Linked DNA regions of Hordeum vulgare: region 2 is linked to region 1. A link is a contact called in public Hi-C data. All regions are on one chromosome and are shown on one strand. The core of a region is the stretch at or near the end of the contact, and the rest is flanking DNA. Distances in the headings are between cores, read along the strand shown.

Region 1 (5,958 bases), core at 3,251-5,750:
ACAACAAGGATTGCTCCCAACTCAAGATGAACTTCATCAACAATGAGCATCCACGACTACTTCACCTACTTGAAGTCTTGCACGACAAAACCCAAGATTAGTTGATCCCTCTTAGGGGGATGTCAAATCTAGGGGGAGCTTCACTCTCAGACTTGAGTACAAGCGTCTCTTAAATGATGTGAACACATAAATGCATTATGTAGAAGTGGTACCCTCAATTGTGCTTAATCGATGAGTAATTCCTAGTGTGTAAACTCGCTGGAAAAGTAATAAAACCTCCAAATTCCTAGTTGAACTTCTTTTTGGATGAGTTTTATATTTCTAATTAATTGCTGCAAATCAAAGTGTGAAACAATAACTTGTGCAATTATGCAAGCATTAATAGGTTAGTCACAAAAAATAATATAAAGTTGTAGTAAAATTATTGTAGAACATCCAAGAATGATAATATAACAGCATGGAACAAGCAAAAATTATAGATACATTGAAGACGTATCAACCCCTGGTCCGAGGGGTCCGACACTATCTATGTAAGACCTGACCTTGATGGTCTTTATTTCTATCAAATGGTATGTATGGATGTAGGACTCTTGTTATTCAGCTTATGTGTGTTCAGTGACCATTGATCGCTGGAATCACTGTAGACGTGCATTCGGTGATCCCCACTTATGAGTCGTGGTCCCCACAAACATGCTACACAAATGGATCACAGACCGTTACCACTAGACATGCAGTCTCGTGTAGCGGAAGTAGAGTTGTGGCAACACATCCGCAAGGTCCGTCTCGTCCTCGTCCGATATTCCTCGAACAACAGGTCATCAAATCCGACATACAGGTTTGCCGGAGCGGCACAAGTACACCGCCTCTAGTGGTATCTCACATGTAGGAGGAACATCGTGCGGCGGACTGCTAGGTTTGTTCACACAGTCGGCAATGAGTGGAGGTGGCTAGTTGCAACACATGCAAAGCCATAATGAAGGCGCCAAAGTGATCAACTGAAATAGTGTGCGACACCTCCACTATATATAGGCATCCGATGCGAACTCAACTCTTGGGGCTCGCACGGATCCTAAAGCCCACAAGTAGTTCCTTCCCTTAAGAGCGCAACCCCTTAGGTTCTCGTTTACTTGGTCGTGAGTCGGATCATATCCGACTCGGCTAGTCGGTAGCGTCCTCTAGCAAAGTGTGCCTACTCCAGTTGTCCAATTAGCACGACCTCTTTCTCATTCTGGAAAATCCAACCAACACTTCAGATTATCTCCTAATCCTCATCGCATGGCAATGCTTTTCTAGGTTGGATCATCTGAGGGGGCCACCGTATATCTCTTCTGATCAGAGTGGCAAATCCCATCTTGCTCGACCATGTCTCGCATCATGGGTCCAGACAAGCCCGAAACCTTACTTTGTAACTACCCAATTATAGAGTAGTATTTGGTCCACCCAAAGCATATCTGTCACCATCCCGAGTACGTGCGCGAGCTCAGGTCTGAGGATATTGAAAGTATGCAGTACCAGAGACTCACAGATGACCTATCGTTGTGTCTCATAGTTGTGTCTCTTCAACTTAGAACTTATCTCTACTCGGATCTTACTATGTCAAATCTGACTAGATCATTTTGAGTTCATATTATACGGCTAGCATCCGATGCCACATGGTCGGTGAGATCGGACCATCCACCGTATCATATGCTAGTCTGATTGCTTGCGCGTCCACACAACCCTTTCGACTAGGGAACATTTATGACAGTCATCATACAATGTAGAGTGTCCCAAACAACTCAAGTACTTGTTAATACACATAATTGATAATTACCAAGGACTATCTTTATTCATAAACACATAGGAAATATCATCATACATGGTTGCCTCTAGAGCATATCTCCAAGAGTCCCCCACTTGCACTATAGTCAAAAAAAATAGAGATCGAATGCCCATAGCTCTAACATACCCCTCATGCTTGGGTTGTGGAGGCAGCTTAGTCAACGGATCTGCAACATGCGCATCCATGTGGATCTTACATAAATTAGTATCACCATTCTACACGAGCTTTCCTATCAAGTGATATTTTCGCTCTATGTGCCCCATCTTGTGGTGTTGTCCCTGCTGTTTGGCATGTGCAATGGCACCTGAATTATCTAATAAAGGTCCAACGGTTTTTACCAGCCCAGGAACACACCAAGATCTTCCAGGAACTTCTGAACCCAAACACCTTCCTTTGTGCTGCACAAGCTACAACGTATTCGACCTCTGTGGTGGAGTCGGCCACCGTATCTTGCTTGGAACTCATCTAGCTCACTGATCCTCCATTCTTGACATCCACGAATCTAGTTAGTGATCGACAATCATCACTGTCGATTTGGAAACTAGTATGAGAGTAACCCTTTACAATGAGCTCCTCCTCACCTCTATAAACTAGGAACATCTCTTTAGTCCTTTTTAGGTACTTTAGAATAGCTTTCACCACTTCCGAGTGACTCTCACCTGGGTCTGCTTGGTATCTGCTTGTTAAGCTTATTGCATAGGCAAAATTAGGTGGAGTACATAGCATGGCATACATGATGGATCCTATTACCGAAGCATACAAAATGCTACTCATCCAGTTTCGTTCATTAGAAGTCGTAGGACTCTGAGCCTTGCTTAGCCTTATACCATGTGAGATGGTCAAGAACCCTTTCTTGGCATCACTCATGTTGAACCGCTTCAACACTTTGTCTATGTATGTGCTCTTTCCTAAGTTGAGCAGCCTTCTCGATCTATCGCTACTGATCTTGATGCCTAAAGTGTACACTACTTCTCCAAGGTCCTTCATCGAAAACTTGCGATTTAATGATTCCTTGACTGGGTTCATCACTGAAATACCATTTCCGATCAGCAGTATCTCATCCATATACAAGATCAAAAATGCTACTCAGCTCCCACTATAATTCTTGTACAAACAATAGTCCTCTTCGTTCTTGACGAATCTAAGGTCAACGATGACTTTATAAAAATGAATATTTGAACTCCGAGCTACTTACCTCAATCCATAAATGGATCTCATGATCTTGCATGTTTTACCAGCGTTAGTTCGATCGACAAAACCTTCGGATTGTATCATGTATACATCCTATTTTAAATTCGGCGGAGTGCCGGAATCCGAGTTTCTGCGTCCGTTGTGGTGGAGATGGGCACATATCGCGTGGGTGCACACGTCCACGCAGTCCTTCGCCGGTGACCAGCCGCGCCCCCCGCTGGCCCTTCGGCCCCGGGCTGCCCCTGCGGTCGATGCGTCGGTTCCCTCGCCCCCTGCCTCGCCCAGGCGCTCTACCATTGTCCTTCCACCACCACCCCGGGCCCTCCGCCACCTGGGGTTGTTCGCCTGTGGACCGATGTGGTGCAGGCTCCGTCGACCGTTGTGGCGCCTACACGGCCGGAGGCTCCTGGCCTGGTCTCCGGCCCGGAATTCTCCGTCCCTTTCAACCCGTGTGGCGTGGAGCTGGCACCGAGGGAACTTCTCCCGGTGGAGCCGGTGGAAGCATGCTTCCTGGAGGCGTCCGAGGACATCTCGCGGTTGGAGGAGTAGCTCACCCGTGTCGTGCTTGTCACCTTTGCCGGTACGCGCCCCGCGGTTGACCTGGCCTCGGCAGCAGCGGCGCTCCACGCGAAGTTTGGAGTTGGTACGGAGGCCATGTCAATTCGGGCGTTTTACCCCAAGGATTTCCTGGTACTCTACCATGACGGGGCGGTCCCGGAGAGGATGGTCCGCGCAGAGAGGATGACTGCACCCTAGTTCGAGCTAAAGTTGCGCCCTTGGTTGCGCCAGGCTCAGGCCACGGCAACACATTTGCCGTTCCTCGTCCTGGTGTCGCTCCGTGGTGTCCCTGCGCATGCCTGGTGCCAGTGGACGGCGGGTGTGATCCTGTGGGGTCTTGGCTATGTGGTGGGCGTGGATAAGAGCACGGCGCGTCGCCATGATATGGAGTATTTCAGAGTGTGGTTACATACGGATCGGCCAAAGCGAATCCCGCGGCACCAGCTGCTCTTCATTGACGAGCCGCGCCGGAATCTGTAGGCGGGCGCGGCGGCTGAGCAGGTGCCTGTTGGCAAATGTGCGTCGACTCTATGGTACCCGATCGACATTACGGTTCTTGGGGAGCTAGTGGAGGTGGATTCTGATGTGGTGGATGTGCCCCCGCCGCCGCCGCCGCCGCCCTTGCCGCCTTCGGGTGGTGATGATCTGTGGTATGAGGGGGCTGGAGCCCGGCTTGGGGTTCGTGGAGCTCGTGACCATGGCGGCTCCGGTGGCTTTGGTGGAGCTGCGGCAAGCACGACCCGGTCCTCAACGGTGACGCAATCGTCGGGAAGGCACGCGCGTATTCATACGGCCTCGGGTACGGGCGCTGGGCACGTCAGCAGCAGCTGTGTGGCTGTTGTCGCTGGGCCAGCCTTGGGCGTGGTGCCCTGCCAAAAGGAGGCGCTAGTAGCTTCGAGCCAAACGCGTGCGACCAGGTGCGGCCCTGCGTGGAGACCGGTCAAGAGGAGGAAGTGGAAATCTAGGCCTCTCCTGTCACCCCTCGTCTGCTAGTGGGACAATAGGAGGTTCCCCGACCAAGACCGCAGGAGGTGCAACCTGTCTCTTCTCAGGCTTCCGTACATCTTTTCAGGTGGCGATCGAGGATTGGCGCTACGGACCCCAACCGCATGATCGTGGACAGCGTTGTGGCTCCGGACCGGGGTGCATGCAGTAGCCTTGGCTGTGGTGGGACCGTTCGGATCGGATAGCTTTTGGTAGACGTGCTCTGAAATCCCGAGGACACTGGGATTTCCTCTCCAGATGGGACACAGCCATGCAGCACGTCCCCCCTAGCGCGCGTGCATGCAACACGCCGAGTTGCAAGCCAGTGATGGAGATGCCATGCATGGACACCCCCCGTGAAGATGCGAGGACGGATGAGGTTGAGGCACAGGCGCATGTGACTGGCCCGGACGTGGTGCTGGGCACGCCGGTGCAGCCAGGCGCAGCAGCTGCATTGCAGGCAAACGTGGCAACAATGTGTGACGAGCTACGGGCACAGGCGCATGTAGTCTTTCACAGTGAACTCACAACCTCTGAAAGTATTTGTATGGAATGTGCATGGTCTAAATGCCCCGGCCAGGAGGAGTGCAGTGTATCAAGTAGTGGTGGCAGCGAGGGCGGCCATTGTGTGCTTGCAGGAAATAAAACTCTAGGATGTGTCTTTGGCACTTGTGTATCAATGCTTGGGCAATAAATTTGGGAAGTTCTTCTACTTGCCGGCTGATGGGACACGTGGTGGTATTTTGGTGGCGTGGGATGATATGGTCACTCAGCTATCCAACCCCCACTATACCGAAAACTCGCTCACGGCAATTGTTAAGTCACCGGGTGAGCAGGAACGGTGGTTAACCTGTGTGTATGGACCTTAGCATGAGCGGGAAAAGGTCGCATTTTTGCAACAGTTGGTGGATATTCGCGACTTGCACGTTGGGCCATGGCTCGTGGCATGTGACTTCAACCTTTTGGTGAACTAGGAGGATAAGAGCAACGGGTTGATTAACCAGAGAATGATGGGAAGATTTGGTGCGAAGCTAAACGCGCTCAAACTTAAGGAGCTATATCTTAATGGGCGGCGATACACTTGGTCGAATGAGAGGCAGCATGCAACACTTGAGAAGAGTTACCATGTCTTTGTCTCAAATGAGTGGGATGAGGCGTACCCTACTTGTTTTCTATCAGCTCTAGGAACAGCCATATCAGATCATTGTCCACTGATGCTAGACTTGAACATGGAAGTGTTCACGCGGAAGAGGTTCAAGTTTGAGTCTTTTTGGGTCAAGGTGGAGGGCTTTATGGAGACAGTGCAGACGGCGTGGAACTGAACTCCGCTCGCTTCCAATGTGTATCTTACATTACACAACAAGCTGAAGGCAACGGCTAAAGCCCTACAAAAATGGAATGAC
Region 2 (6,223 bases), core at 371-2,870, 520 kb before region 1:
TTCACACATGATACAGCTTTATTTTTCTGCATAAATGTGCATTGGTAGTATATGGTTATAATTTCCCACCTTAACAAATGTGTTCACGGCAAGTATCGCTAGGTCTGGTTGACTTTTAGCATAGTTGATGAGATATAAGTATACTAGTTTTTTCAGCTCCAAGTTCTCAGTCTGCATACAGTTCACAACATCCGTAAACAATGATGAGACATCTTTTCCAACAGTCATTGCTGCAATCACTTTCTTGACAGCATCTTTTCTCTTATCCTGCAAACCATGTTTCCACCAAAGCCTCAGATGCCAGAAGTTAACACATAATACATCATTTATTCTTGCATTAAAATTAGGAAACAAAGAAATGGGATTTATGGTTGGTGAATGATTGACAGCAGTACATAATCCAACCATTATTGCTACATAGCATACTTCATCGCTGAGAATGTGCAGCACTGATAATGTACAAGTGTTCACTAATTTTGCATTAGAACACGCATTTTACAGCAAAAGTGCAGCACTGCAAAATGTAGCCGGAACAGGGACAGAATATTTTTCTGACCGGGGGTAAAGATGGCATCTCAAATCCACTAGACCACCAAAATAAAATGATGTAGCATGTCTTGCTTGCAAAACATGGAGAAGTGATAAGAGACTACAATGTTCCTTGCTGTTTTAACCATGTGCGGAAAGCCGCAAAGATGGTATAGATAAATATAAAGGATAAACACCTTTTTATCAGCAGCAAGGTGCCATTTCTACAGCTACACCAATCCATATTGATGCATATCTGGAGCCATGGAGATAAAGAATAAACTAGATGAGGTAATGCACGGGCCCACACATAAACTCCAAAATTTCTACCTTATTTAAAACTTATTCCTTTACCCTCACAGCCTGGCTAACCAGACATCGAGCAGTCACTGTGTTTGATTTAATCCTGCTTTCACTGAAATGCCTCGAGATGGATCAGAACTCAGTGCATTCATCTCGCTCCAGAGCAATTCAAACACAAGTTCGCCTGAACAAATATAACCCAGTCCTGCACTGAATTCGGCACATTTAAGCATATTTTGTTGAAGAAATGACCCCGAGATCGTCACTCTGCCGCAAATTCCAATCCTCGGAACAGAACCTAATCCCGTGGGATACCAACAAAAACTCGCAGATCTCAAACCAACAGCGCGTGGGCCCCCAACACCCTGGCCAGATCTGGATCCAGGCCAACCAATCCTCGGGCACAGAAAATCACACAAGAAGATGGACAGGGGAGAGACAGCGAGGTAAGGAGGTGACCTTGTACTGGGAGTTGAGCTCCTCCTTGAGCTCGGGGATCTCCCCCTTTTTGGTGGTGGAGAAGTACTTGGAGTCGTGCCCGCTCATATCGCCCCGGCGAGCCTACCTGCCAAATACACACCGGTCACCGCCTCCGGCTGCGGAGCCCGGGGTTCGTGATGGAGGCCTCCGATATGCGCGCGGTGGCGGGCGGCCTGCCTGTCTGCGCGATGGGATGGGATTGGACTCGGCGAGGGGGAGCCAGGCGGGTGTGCGTGCGTGCGAGAGTTATGGAGATCAGACAGATCGGGAGGGAGACGACAGTGGAGATCTGATCGGCTGCTCGCAGGTCATTGTAGTTTGTTTAGGTCTTTTTGAAATCATAATAGATTATGGTAATTCAGATTACGAAGATAAATTATTAATCAAGTTTATAAAAATAATCTAGATGAGTATATTTGAAGATCAGATTATATAAATTATAATTCAGATTTTTACACTGCATAATGACATATCTATATTGTGCACGCGTTGAGAAGGAAAAAGGAGGAGGATGAAGGTGATAGAAATTAGTAATTACCCTCAACTTTACAAGGATAATGGGACATTAGCAATTTATAATCTGATTTTTCCGAGATAGAGTAGATTGTGAGTTTTTAATAATTTGTTCATTCAGTTTTATAATCTACAATATAATATGTCTTGTTGGGAGACGGTATAGATTATAAAAGCTGGATTATTATAACGTGAGTGGTTCTAAACAAAGTCTTATTTGGTGGAAAATTATATGTTCAGATTCTTAAGTATATTTAATATTCTTTTGATCTTATAGAACAACAACATGGTTTGTGAATAGCTATATTGTTTTTAGGACATGTGAGAAGTCTTGTTATAAACTATCATGTGAGGTTAGTATTCGTTTAATATTTTGATGATATGTATGTTATGTTTCATCTAGTGGTGTCATATGAACGTCGATGTGACGCCCTCAATTTAATCGTACGCTAATCATACACGCAAATGCGTACGATCAAACTCAAGGACTCGCGGAAAGATATCACAACACAACTCTAGACACAAAATAAAACATAAAGCTTCATATTACAAGCCAGGGGCCTCGAGGGCTATAATACAGAAGCTCGATAAACACATGAGTCAGCGGAAGCAACAATATCTGAGTACACACATACACTTGGGGTGCCTTAGAGAAGGCTAGCACAAAAGAAACACGATCGAACGAGGCGAGGACTCCTGCGTGGGAACCTCCTAAACTACTCCTGGTCTTCAGCGGCCTCCACGTAGAAGACACCATCAGGATGGCATACATCGGCAGGAAACTCCACTCCTGGGCTCCATCATCTGGTCGCAACAACGGATAAAAGGGACAAAGGGGGAGCAAAGCAACGGTGAGCACTCATTCGAAATACTCACAAGACTTACATCAGAACTATGCTAAGTATGCATCAGTATCAAAGAAGGGGGATTTTATGTGGACTGACTGCAACAAAGTAAGAATAGAGAGAAGGCCTACTCCTATCGAAGACTATCATCTTTAGGGTCTTGCAGCAATAGACGAGAGTAGAGCAAGGTAACACAATTAAATAGTCATATTGTTGCAGCAATATTAATATAAGGTCATGCCCAGAGATCCTCCCTCGACTCCCTGCGATGAAGCAATCCCGGGGCAACTAAATTCAGTTAAGTAACAATTGTAGTTGTATAAGATCAGGGCACAACTCCAAGTCGTCCTGTAACCATGGACACGGCTATTCGAATAGCTAATTTTCATCCCTGCAGGGGTGCACCAAATTTCCCGTCACGCTCGATAACACTCTGGCCGGACACACTTTTCTAGGTCATGCCCGGCCTCGGAATATCGACACGTCACAGCCCCACCTAAGCTCAACAGAGAGGCCAGTCCGACGGTCTAACTCCTAAGCACAAAGGGGTCGTGGGCCCACTTGCCCTCCACGCTCTTGCACGATGCGAGGGCGGCCGATGTCAGTCCTAGCACCCCTTAATACAAGAGCGATGCATCTCAGGACCACTCGGGCGCGCGCCGCTACATCGCTGACGTCTGAAGAGCTTCAGTTGATACCGCGACATCGAGTACCCATAATTCTTCCCACGTAGCCGGTTAGTGCGAAAAGGTCTCCGACCAACCTAGATCAAATACCCAAATTCATTATCATTTTAATTAAGCCAACGACACAAACACACGGGGATCCACCTGCCTAACATCTATTCATCAAAGATCCCAGTAACATGATCAAGTAACTGTGTGATAGAAACATCAGGGGGAATCCGAGGTATCACCCTCGTTGGATCCCGAACGATGTAACCGTCAAGGTGGACCTAGAGGAATCACCCTCGAGGGTCCCACACTTGAGGGGTTGCACGACAAAGGCATCGTCGGGAATGGTGAAAGAGGAATCACCCTCGATAACCACGACCGACTAGTTGTACTACAGAGATATCATCAGGAGTACTTCCTGAGGTGTCACCCTCGGTACCCGATACTATCTGTGTAGCGCCGCACAACTAAGGGGGTGTAAGTGTTGTGTCGGGTCTAGCTCGTCGATCGGGGATCGGGACTTGAAAACAAAGTGGGGCAACTGGACTACGGGGTCAGAGGGGATGACTGCTCCACCTATACTAAACAGTTTAAAGGTACAGTACTGAAAGTAGCAGTTCATCAAAAATAGGCTATGCATCAGATATAGGAGCTAACTACAACAGTAGCAAAATACTAATGCAAGCATGAGGGAGACAGACATAGACGATATAGGGATGATCAAGGGGGTTTGCTTTCCTTGTTAATCTGCGGCAAAGGGCTGGTCGTCACGAGGGTAGGTGTACCCGGTAGCAGCGTCAGTCTCGGGGTCTACCGGTAAGAAGAGGGGGGGGGGAAACAATAAATAATAGCAACACGTGCAACACTAAGCATGACATGGCAATATGCAGGCTAGGCATGATCTAACGCAGTAACATCCATCCGAGATAGGTCGGGAAAATATTTTCCGGGTCTACCGGTGAGATGAAAAACGATGGAAAAGTTCCATGTATACTATGCTAGGGATGCGTGACAAACGAATGGACCGTGTATCCGGGTTCGTCTCGTTCTGCTGATCAACTTTCATGTTGAAAATATTTTGATCTGACTTACGATTTATTTAATATTAGTTTTTAAAGTTTTATTCAATAATTAGGAATTAAAAACAGATTTAATTAATTATTTAAAAACTATTATGACATCAACATGATGTCATGCTGACATCAGCATTTGACTGGTCAACTGACTAGTGGTTCCTACGTGTCATTGACACAAATTATTAATTAAGGTTTAATTATTAATTAATCAGATTAATTTAGTGGGGCACCCACGTGTCATATGTTATAGGATAATCAATTATCTATATTAATAGATTCTAATTTATCTACTTAATTAATTAAGTAATATATCTATTTATTTATTTATTTATTGTATTAATAAAAACATATATATATTTATATTTATTTATTTTATTATTTTATACTAATACGTTTAGGAGGGTTGGGGCCCCCGTGTCATAGACAGTGGGGTGGGGCTGGCCCCACTTGTCAGTGGCCCATGGCCACACACACACATATACATAATGTATATTCCTTACATACATGATATTACATACATGCATACATACAAAATACATACATGCATACATACAAAATACATACATGCATCTCATACATACATACATACATACATACATACATACATACACATATACATATTTTTTTCTCTTCTCTCTATCCTCTCTCTCCTAACTCTGTGTGCATCTCTCTCAACAAAGAGAGGAAGGAGGCAACCCCATCTCCACCGACAGGAACCTAACGGCGCCGAAACGCGACGGTGAACGCCAGAACGGAACCGGTGGGGTGAGAGGAGGAGAGGGGTGTTCTCACCCACGTTGTAGGGGGGCGGGGTCGGCGAGGCTCGATGGAGCCGTTGAGGAGGAGGACGGAGAAGCCGGTGAAGGAGGCCGATGCGTTGGTGGTGGTGCGGTTCCGGCGAAGAGAGGGTCGGCGCGAACGGGAGGTGGCGTCACGGGGCGCGGGCGCCGGTGGTGGCGGCTCGGTTGAGGCCGGCGGGGTCGGCCCGAGGAGGAGGCCTCCTGGTGGAGGGCGTCGGTTGCTGGAGGAGGCCCGGCGGCGGGGTGCATCGACGGGAAGCGGCGGCGCCGGGGAATCGCGAGTGGATGGGGAGGGGAGGAGCTCGGGCGCCGGGGCGATCAATGGAGGCAGGGGCTCGCGGGGGGGGTGGCCAGGGGGGAGGCGCGGCGCCGAGGGAGAGAGCCGGCGGGGGGAGGCGCTGGGACATGAGGGAGCTGCTGCCTCTTGAGCTTGCGTTGGTTTTCCCCTTGAAGAGGAAAGGGTGATGCAACATAGTAGCAGTAAGTATTTCCCTCAGTTTGAGAACCAAGGTATCAATCCAGTAGGAGAATCAAGCCAAGTGTCCAGAGTACGTGCGCAAACACAAACAAGCTTGCACCCAACGCTATAAAGGGGTTGTCAATCCCTTCAAGATTGATTGCAACGTGAGATCTGAAGGCGGAAAGTGCAACAAAGTAAAAAGTGTAAGACTGAAAATATGATGTGAAGTAGACCCGGGGGCCATAGTGTTCACTAGAGGCTTCTCTCAAAATAGCAAATATTACGGTGGGTGAAAAGTTTACCGTCGAGCAATCGATTGAACCGCGCAAAGTCATGACGATATCTAAGGCAATGATCGTACATATAGGCATCACGTCCGAGACAAGTAGACCGATACTTTCTGCATCTACTACTATTACTCCACACACCGACCGCTATCCAGCATGCATCTAGTGTATTGAGTTCATGACGAACAGAGTAACACCTTAAGTAAGATGACATGATGTAGAGGGATAAACTCAAAACAATGATGTAAACCCCATCT

Evidence for each region. A called contact is a pair of places that touch in the nucleus more often than the background predicts.
Region 2: a contact with region 1 is called in a Hi-C map of leaf, with 7 times the contacts expected there. The contact joins the promoter of LOC123448610 here to the enhancer-like site in region 1. A contact is called at or near these places in 4 of 6 Hi-C or Micro-C datasets (leaf and seedling).

What each region holds. Positions count from the first base shown.
Region 1 is chr4H:355,350,468-355,356,425 of MorexV3_pseudomolecules_assembly, reverse strand. No RefSeq gene overlaps it. Among protein-coding and RNA genes, the nearest start is that of LOC123450525, 280 kb to the left of the region's middle. Within about 2 kb of position 4,500, at least 3 of the 3 cell types and tissues checked have open chromatin away from gene starts, as enhancers often do. A contact at or near this core is called in leaf and seedling, where this site is marked.
Region 2 is chr4H:355,862,765-355,868,987 of MorexV3_pseudomolecules_assembly, reverse strand. It overlaps LOC123448610 (beta-adaptin-like protein C), which reads right to left and starts at 1,620. Exons shown (of 15, transcript XM_045125565.1): 1 at 1,291-1,620; 2 at 70-267. The coding sequence starts at 1,377.